3 separate regions of the Sus scrofa genome follow, and all the other regions are linked to region 3. A link is a contact called in public Hi-C and HiChIP or PLAC-seq data. All regions are on one chromosome and are shown on one strand. The core of a region is the stretch at or near the end of the contact, and the rest is flanking DNA. Distances in the headings are between cores, read along the strand shown. Region 1 overlaps FGGY (FGGY carbohydrate kinase domain-containing protein). Region 2 overlaps FGGY (FGGY carbohydrate kinase domain-containing protein). Region 3 has its middle 18 kb from the start of MYSM1.

What was found. A called contact is a pair of places that touch in the nucleus more often than the background predicts. HiChIP or PLAC-seq counts read pairs in DNA pulled down with a chosen protein or histone mark.
Region 1: a Hi-C map of alveolar macrophages shows a contact between it and region 3, with 3 times the contacts expected there. The contact joins two enhancer-like sites. A contact is called at or near these places in 22 of 47 Hi-C or Micro-C datasets (adipocytes, adipose tissue, alveolar macrophages and 14 more) and 2 of 2 datasets of contacts at active chromatin or transcription factors (alveolar macrophages and skeletal muscle).
Region 2: an H3K27ac HiChIP or PLAC-seq map of alveolar macrophages shows a contact between it and region 3. The contact joins two enhancer-like sites. A contact is called at or near these places in 1 of 47 Hi-C or Micro-C datasets (embryonic fibroblasts) and 1 of 2 datasets of contacts at active chromatin or transcription factors (alveolar macrophages).

What each region holds. Positions count from the first base shown.
Region 1 is chr6:152,822,737-152,825,436 of Sscrofa11.1, forward strand. All of the region lies in intron 14 of FGGY (FGGY carbohydrate kinase domain-containing protein), which reads right to left. Among named protein-coding and RNA genes, the nearest start is that of HOOK1, 110 kb to the left of the region's middle. Within about 2 kb of position 1,340, at least 4 of the 83 cell types and tissues checked have an H3K27ac peak or open chromatin away from gene starts, as enhancers often do. A contact at or near this core is called in alveolar macrophages, where this site is marked.
Region 2 is chr6:153,136,747-153,139,446 of Sscrofa11.1, forward strand. All of the region lies in intron 5 of FGGY (FGGY carbohydrate kinase domain-containing protein), which reads right to left. Among named protein-coding and RNA genes, the nearest start is that of FGGY, 75 kb to the right of the region's middle. Within about 2 kb of position 1,330, at least 6 of the 83 cell types and tissues checked have an H3K27ac peak or open chromatin away from gene starts, as enhancers often do. A contact at or near this core is called in alveolar macrophages, where this site is marked.
Region 3 is chr6:153,735,973-153,738,672 of Sscrofa11.1, forward strand. No RefSeq gene overlaps it. Among named protein-coding and RNA genes, the nearest start is that of MYSM1, 18 kb to the right of the region's middle. Within about 2 kb of position 1,404, at least 11 of the 83 cell types and tissues checked have an H3K27ac peak or open chromatin away from gene starts, as enhancers often do. A contact at or near this core is called in alveolar macrophages, where this site is marked.

The sequences.
Region 1 (2,700 bases), core at 90-2,589, 910 kb before region 3:
CACATTCAGTGTACGCTCAACCCTTTTAAAAGGCTTTCTTTTTAAACAGAAACATGCAATGGAAAGCGAACTCAACTCTGGTGAAAGGTAATGGATGCATCCCTCTGGGAAGAGCTGTCCTGTTTATCAAAAGAAAGAAGAGAGGAGGGTCCAGAGCAAGGGGCGGGGGGAATGCCTGAGGGGTCAGCAAAGAGAGTGCCTAATTTCAGAGAGGAGCCAAAATCAGTTTCTATCGCCAGGCTTCCTTCTTTGCCAGAATTGAAAGAAGGAATAAATGCTATCTTTTCCCACAGAGTCAGGGGCATTATTGAGCAGGAAGATAGTATTTTAAGATATGGAGGATGTAACAGTAGCCAAATAAATGCAGGCAAATGCAGGCAAATGTTTACTGACTCCCAATGCATTAGAGAAATACTTTCTTTTTTTCAAAGTAGGGGGGATCTTTAGTTTTCTGGGTATTATGCTAGGCACTGATCAAGGGGTGGTTAAGACAAGTCAGGAAGACAGTAAATGTTAATGATGCTAAGAGTCAAGGGCCATGATAGAGTTTTACTCAATGTTTCCAATAAAAAAGTAATATATCTAACATACAGACGCTACAAAACAAATAAGCATCCTCTCCTTTCCAATGCCATGAGGTTCCCTAAAATCCTCAGGCTAGAACAAGACATCCCAGGTGTTAAAACGTCAGATAATATCACATCCCATCTCTGAAAAAGCCAGCAGAAAGGTCACCATATTCTTACCATTTTTTAATTTGAGAAACTAAGTTTAAGTCCAGAAAAGTCCAGAAAAGAATATCATACCACTTAGAAGGGGATTAGTGCAAGTTTTTTTGTTTTTGTTTTTTTTAAATATTCAGACAGTATTCTGTCCATTCATGGATGATAGAGCTGAGGCTTTGAGAGGTTAATCATATTATCCAAGATCCTAGATTTAAGAAGTTATAGAGGGTAGATGGAACCCAAGGGTGTTTTACTTGAAAATCCACTTTTAAAAATCACGAACACCCCTCCTCACCAACCACCACCCCTGTCCCGCTCCTTCTCTGCAGCTGACTGAAGACTCAAGGCAGGAGCGATGAAGGAAATTGGGGTGAGGCTGGGGACAAAGCATGCAACCACATTTATCTCTTGTCACCTACTTAGAAAAGACTGAAGGAAGAGGGTTTGGGTTCTCAGAACTCTGCTTTTCACTGCCGCTGTCATCCCCACCTGAGCTATCTATTTCCCCCATGGGGGAGAAGTCACTGAAATGTGAAGCATGCCAAAGTCTTCACAGTGACGGTGGGTATAGTCGGGGACCACTGGCCACAGGCTGTGTTGCATCAAGACCACAACCAGGAAGGAAGGAAATTTTGACATGTGCTACCACATGGATGGCTCTCGAGGACATTATGCTAAGTGAAATAAGCCAGTCAAAAAAAAAAAAAAAAAAAAGAGAGGGAGAGAAAGAGAGACAAATACTATATGATTCCACTTTTACCAGGTACCTAAAGTAGTCAAATTCAGAGACAGAAGTAGAAGCACGTTGTCAGAGACTGGAGGGAAGTGGGGGTGGGGAATCATCGCGGAATGGGTACAGTTTCAGTTTTGCAGGATCAAAAGAGTTCTGGATATTGATTGTGCAGTAATATGAATAATACTTAACACTACTAAACTGTATATACAAAAGAATACAACCAAGAATGCCTTCTCTGGTGATCATTTGCAGTGTTCTCTTGTTTGGCACAATATGACGTGTGACCGTTCCAATTTTTAGATTTGTGCAAGTAAAACTCCTTTTGTGGGACATCCCTGCTACTTTTCTGGAAAGCAGGAAATAGATCTTTTCTTTTTTATAAACATGTAACATTGTGTATCTGCATTGTTGTACATGAATTCTCACCCTGGTTGGATCAGCTAAGGGCTCTGAACAAAGCACTTCCCCTCTCTGGGTCCCAACTTCCACATCTGTAAAAGGAAGGATTGGGTGAGATGATTTCTGAGGGCCCTTTCAATTCTCAGATGCCAATTCCTGTTTTTCCAAATGTGAACACTGTCTACACCATTAGGTATACTTTATTTATTATTGACAATCATCAGAACATTTTTGCAAAGCCACAAGTCACTTCTCAAATACCAACTCGTTGCATTTTTCCTGAGGGATGCGTGGAGAGAGGAAGGATGCTGGGCAAGGCAGGCAGACAGGAAGCAGTGGAGTTAAAGTGCCCTGGAAGAAACACTGGACTGGGAGTCTCACAGTATGAGGTTTAGTCCTGGGCTCTACCACTTGGTAGCCAGGTGAATCAGAACAGAAACATTTACTTGGGCTTACTAAGCATGAGATGCTTTTACATTTGTTATCTTATTATTTCACAAATTTTAGTTACTCACATTCCATCTTCATAATTGTTTCCATATCTACGTACCACCTGTAGTATTTACTACATATGCAATATTTTTTTCTAAATTCCAAATAAACTTTTTTCTCTTTTTCCAAATTGCCTTGTTCCACGTAAAAATGTCTATGAAAACATAGGTGTGGTCCTGGTTATCTTTTTTTTCTAATGTACATTAAAATATGGGATCTAAAATATGGTACAAAGGTGAACCTATCTATAAAACAGAAACAGACTCACAGACATAGAGAACAGACTTGTGGTTGCCAAGGGGGAGGCGGGAGGGAGTGGGATGGATGGGGAGTCTGGGGTTAGTAGAT
Region 2 (2,700 bases), core at 80-2,579, 600 kb before region 3:
TATTCTATTAATATGTTCACTCCATTGTGATTTTTAAAGTATTTCTATCACTGTTTTTATCTTCTCCTAGTACCAGTCACTTCAAATCTCTTTAGAGGAAAGGATTTATAAATATGAATAAGATTTTGTCTGATTGTACACAATTTTATTATTCCAATTTCTGACTTCCCATTTCTCATGTTACCAAAACTCTGGACTGTTATTCACTAAAGGATAGGACGTGGCAAATTCCTCAAACACTGAACTTCAGTTCTTGAATTGCAAACAGTGATAGCACCATGTGCTTTAACTGATGGTCAGGAGGACTAATGGGGTTCACATTTATTAAAATGCTAGCAAAGGTATAGAGAATGCCCTCAACAAATGACTGTTGCTGTTATTACATAATTATTATATTAACGAAAATGGCAATGATTATTTTTATCAATGTAATGAAAAAAAATGGAACTGAATTACAAATTAATCATAGGCCAAAGGGGTGATTTTCTTTTTCTTTTAATAATGTTTTTCTTTTCCCCATTATAACTAGTTTACAGTGTTCTGTCAATTTTTACTACACAGCAAGGTGACCCAGTCACACATACATGTATACATTCTTTTTTCTCACAAGAGTAGCTATCATATTTTGGAGTATAAGAACAATAAATAAAGGGGAGGGTGATCAGGAGAGTAAACCAGATAAGAGGAGGAGGAAGAAGACTTCTTACACATTGTCACTGCCAAAAACAAGTCTGAAGACTTAAGACAAGGTGAAATCTGATCACTTTTCAGCCATGACTCCACTAGAATAATAAAATGAAAAATAGAAAGGGGGAGAAAAAAAATACCTCCTAGCTTTTCTGGCATCCATTTCCCCAAAGCCTCCCAAAACAATCACAATAAGAGCCAAATAAACACCAAATTTGAACCGCTCCTTGGCCCAGAGGATGCCAAGTTCATGTTCCACTGCCCAGATTTTTTTTGGCATTGGCGCATTCAGACTCAGACCTTCCTTTTCCTTATTCTAGAAGATGGGACAGATGGGCTGAGGGTGGGGGGAGGTCATTAAAAGAACTGTGAGTTGTTTAAATACTATGTGTTACACATTTTATCCACAGCACCTGTAACCCTGGGGACATCCAGATGAGGACCTGGGCTTGGGTGAGGTTGGGGGCGGGGAAAGGTAATTTACTCCAGAATTGCAGAGAGTACACAGCAGAGCCACTGAACCCAGGTCAGTCTGACTACAAGGACTTCCTGCTTTCCATGATGACAGAAACGTAATGCAAAGACTCCTTGTCAAAATCCATAGAGAAAAGAAATGAAATAGCTAAGTCTTGCAAAAAGTTTCTCAGCATTGTGTTGAGAAATTTTCCATCACCTCCCTCAGTCAGTCTATACAATAACCCCATGGGGCAATTACTCCCTCTTCCCTATTATATTCAATCAAGAGAGATGATGATGATGATGATGATGCAGGTTGAAATGAGAAGAGAGAAAGAATGAAGAGACTGAGGAAACAACAGGAAAGAAAGACTGGTAATTGCCCAGGGAGAGGGCAACCATCTTTATCAGAGGAAATTGGTGCCTGGTGCCCAAGGTCCACAGGCTCTGCCCTAGAGGAGAGGGAAGCTGGTGGGGAGGCCTCTGGAAGGTGCTGGCCAGTATGGCAAGGGCAGGGGAGGGGACGGCAAATTCCTACTAAGGAAAGTAGAATGACTCATTGAGTGCCACAGCCAATAAAAAAAAGATGGCAGGGCTGCCGAATAGCACAGGTAACTATATCTAGTTACTTGTGATGGGGAGGATAATGTAAGAAAAAGAATGTATGTACAGATACACACACACACACACACACCACACACACACACACGAATGACTGGGACACTTTGCTGCATAGCAGAAATTGACAGAACAGTGTAAATCAAGTATAATTAAAAAAAAAAAAAGAAAGGACAAAGTTATTAGAAAATTTTCAAAAAATGGCAGGGGTAACGGGACAGTTAATGAATCGCTGATGAGCATTAAACATTCTGCTTCCTCAGGATGTGAGCTTGTCATAGTGGGATGGATGCCCCCAACCTTGTTCTGATTGGCCAACCAGAAGCTGTCCATTTAATTCACCCTATTCATTTGACTTTTTGTTTATTTATTTATTCGTTGTCTTTTTAGGGCCGCACCTGTGGCATATGGAGGTTCCCAGGCTAGGGGTCTATTCAGAGCTAAAGCTGCCGGCCTACACCACCGCTCATGGCAACGCCAGATCCTTAACCCACTGAGTGAGGCCAGGGATCAAACCTGCAACCTCATGGTTCCTAGCTGGATTTGTTAACCACTAAGCCACAACAGGAACTCCCATTTGACCTTTTAAAATACTTCCTGAAAAAAAAGGACAGACTGAACTTCTTTGCAGAACAGACTCACAGACTCACAGACATTGAAAAACTTAAGGTCTCTGGAGGAGACCGTTTTGGGGGTGGGGGGATGTGCTTGGGTTGTGGGATAGAAATCCTGTGAAATTGGATTGTGATGATCATTATACAACTACAGATGTGATAATTCACTGAGTAATAAAAAAAATTTTTTTTAATTAAAATACTTCCAATCCTGGGTCCTACTGTACAGCACAGGGAATTGCGTGTGATTGGGTCACTTTGCTGTACAGCAGAAACGGAAAAAATGTTGTAAATCAACTATACTTTAATTTAAAAAAAATTCTAA
Region 3 (2,700 bases), core at 154-2,653:
TGCTCAGTCAACAGTGTCTGCAATTAGGTCTCCCCAAGCTCTTCCTTTCATGGAATGTGTTTCTTTCCTCAGTACCAAAATTACAGGTCTTCATCTAATAAGTGGACAAAATAATACCAAAGTTATAGGACTACTAGGGCTAAATTAGATAAGACACATAAATCTTACAATCTCATCACAATTCTCATTTGCCTTATCCTAAAATTGAACGTGCTTCCACCAGAGTTCTTTTTTTTTTTTTTTTTTTTTTTTTGTCTTTTTGCTATTTCTTTGGGCCGCTCCCGCGGCATATGGAGGTTCCCAGGCTAGGGGTCGAATCGGAGCTGTAGCCACTGGCCTATGCCAGAGCCACAGCAACGCGCGATCCGAGCCGCGTCTGCAACCTACACCACAGCTCAAGGCAACGCCCGATCGTTAACCCACTGAGCAAGGGCAGGGACCAAACCCGCAACCTCATGGTTCCTAGTCGGATTCGTTAACCACTGAGCCACGACGGGAACTCCCCACCAGAGTTCTAATCACTCTGTGTCTGTCATGTGTCTCTCCTGTTCACACAGTTACACAGTCTTGTGTGTGTCTTAGGGAGGATGGGTCCACAGCATGTGCGGGGAGTCTGCCATAGGCCAGGCCTGTCAGATGTGTGCTTTTGATACATGATCTCCTTGGATCTTCCCCCAGACTCTAAAGAGACATGGAATCGCCATCCCAAGATGAGAACACAGATGCTATGAAAGGTCAAGGACCTTAACCAGGTGTGATGCCATATTCTTTGCATCACTCTGTAGCCTAACTGAGGCCAAAGCAGGTGTCCAATAAATGTCAAAGAATGCTACTACAGATGACGAAGCCCCTCCTCTGAGGCTGCATGTTCTCTACGTTCAGCACTTGAGGGCAAACACTCAGGGGCCGAATTGCCTTGGCTCTTTCCCTTTCCAGATCTCTGCCTTTGGTAAGTTCTTAACCACTCTGTGCCTCAGTTTAAATCACCTGTAAAATGGAAATCATAACAGCATCTACCTTATAGTATTGTTTGTTTTGAGAATAAAATAAATTTGAATATGTAGATTGTTTTGTATAGTGTCTGGCATATAGTAAATGCTCATTAAATGTCTCTCTTAAATAATTAGAGCAGAGCCCCTGCCCAGTAGCACCACTGGAAAGACTCAGGAAACTGCCCATTGAGCTGTGGTAGGTCCAGGCCTTAAGAGCCTGCAGATACTTGGATGCTGTTGCCAGTAGGAAACAAGGCCCGTTTCCAGCTGTAACAGCCTCACAGTTGACAAAGGGATGTTTTACTCTCTCATTTCCTTCACAAGTCATTTTACTCTCTTTCCAAGGCTTTAGGGCAACTGTTGTTTCAATAGGAAGCTCTCTGGAGCCATGAGTCAACAGTTGCTCATCCCAGGAGGTGATTCACACACCAGAGCGTGTGGTCTACAAATGGTGTGGGGGTGGTACCTCTGGGGGAGAGATTGATGTGCCCCCAGATGAGTTGTTTGCGATCATAGGCTTCTCACAAGCAGACGTGAGAACAGATGCACCAATTAATTTCTCATCATGTCCCCTTCACACTCCTCCGGAAGGGGCACAAATGCTCCAAAAGATGTTGAACTTGGGCTTGGGAACAGTCATTTCCTCTGTCCCACAGGCCTTTTCACAATGAGGGCGGGTTAGAGTCAGAAGACGGAACTAGATATTTGGATGGTTCCACGATGTGTGTTACTCATATTAGGGTAAGCTGAGAAGATTCCTGAGTAGCTGACTGGAGAGGGGTTTTGGAGCCGAAGGCAGTTTCAGTGGGGTGAGAGTCTTGCCCTTCGATTTTCACTTGATAATAAAAATGTTCAGGTAGAAAAATTGATCAAGCTGTTACGTATTTGTCTGTTTCTTCCACTAGATCATGCACATCCCAGGGATACTAAATCTTACTCTGCATCTCTAAGAGTTAGGACTAGGAGTCCTGCATTGACCATGTGCCAAAACACCTGCATCTGAATCTGAGTTCCAGACAAGCTGCTTAACCTCTCATTTCTGTAGTTTTCTCTCCTATAATATGGAGACTAGATAATTCCAGCCCAATAGGGTTGTCAAAACATTAATTGATCTAATGCAGTGCTACTAAGAGTGGGATCCGTGGATCGTAGCTCCTCTGCAAATTGTTACCAGTCCTTGGTCAGTTGTGTACAAAAAGTGAAAGTAATCTCTTGGAAGCTTTTATAGCAACTGCACATTTCAGCAATAGTTTTATTATCTTTAATGAAAGTATCAGCTCACAGTAGTTAACATTTTTTTTAAATCCAGTCCATCAATATAATTTGAGAACTACTAATAGAATCTAATCTTACAATGGAGATGTGTTCAAGCATTTACTTTTCAAAATGTATATCATTTTATCAGAAACATCTTCCTGTAGATATAAGACCAGATACTCTTCAAGGAAAACATAGGCCAAACACTCTCTGACATAAACAACAGCAATACCTTATCAGATCCACCCCTTAGAGTAATGACAATAAAAATAAAAATAAACAAATGAGACTTAATTAAACTTAAAAGTTTCTGCACAGCAAAGGAAACCATAAACAAAACAAAAAGACAACCCACAGAATGGGAGAAAATATTTGCAAATGAAGTGACTGACAAGGGATTAACCTCTAAAATTTATGAATACCTCCTATCACTCAATACCAAAACAAAACA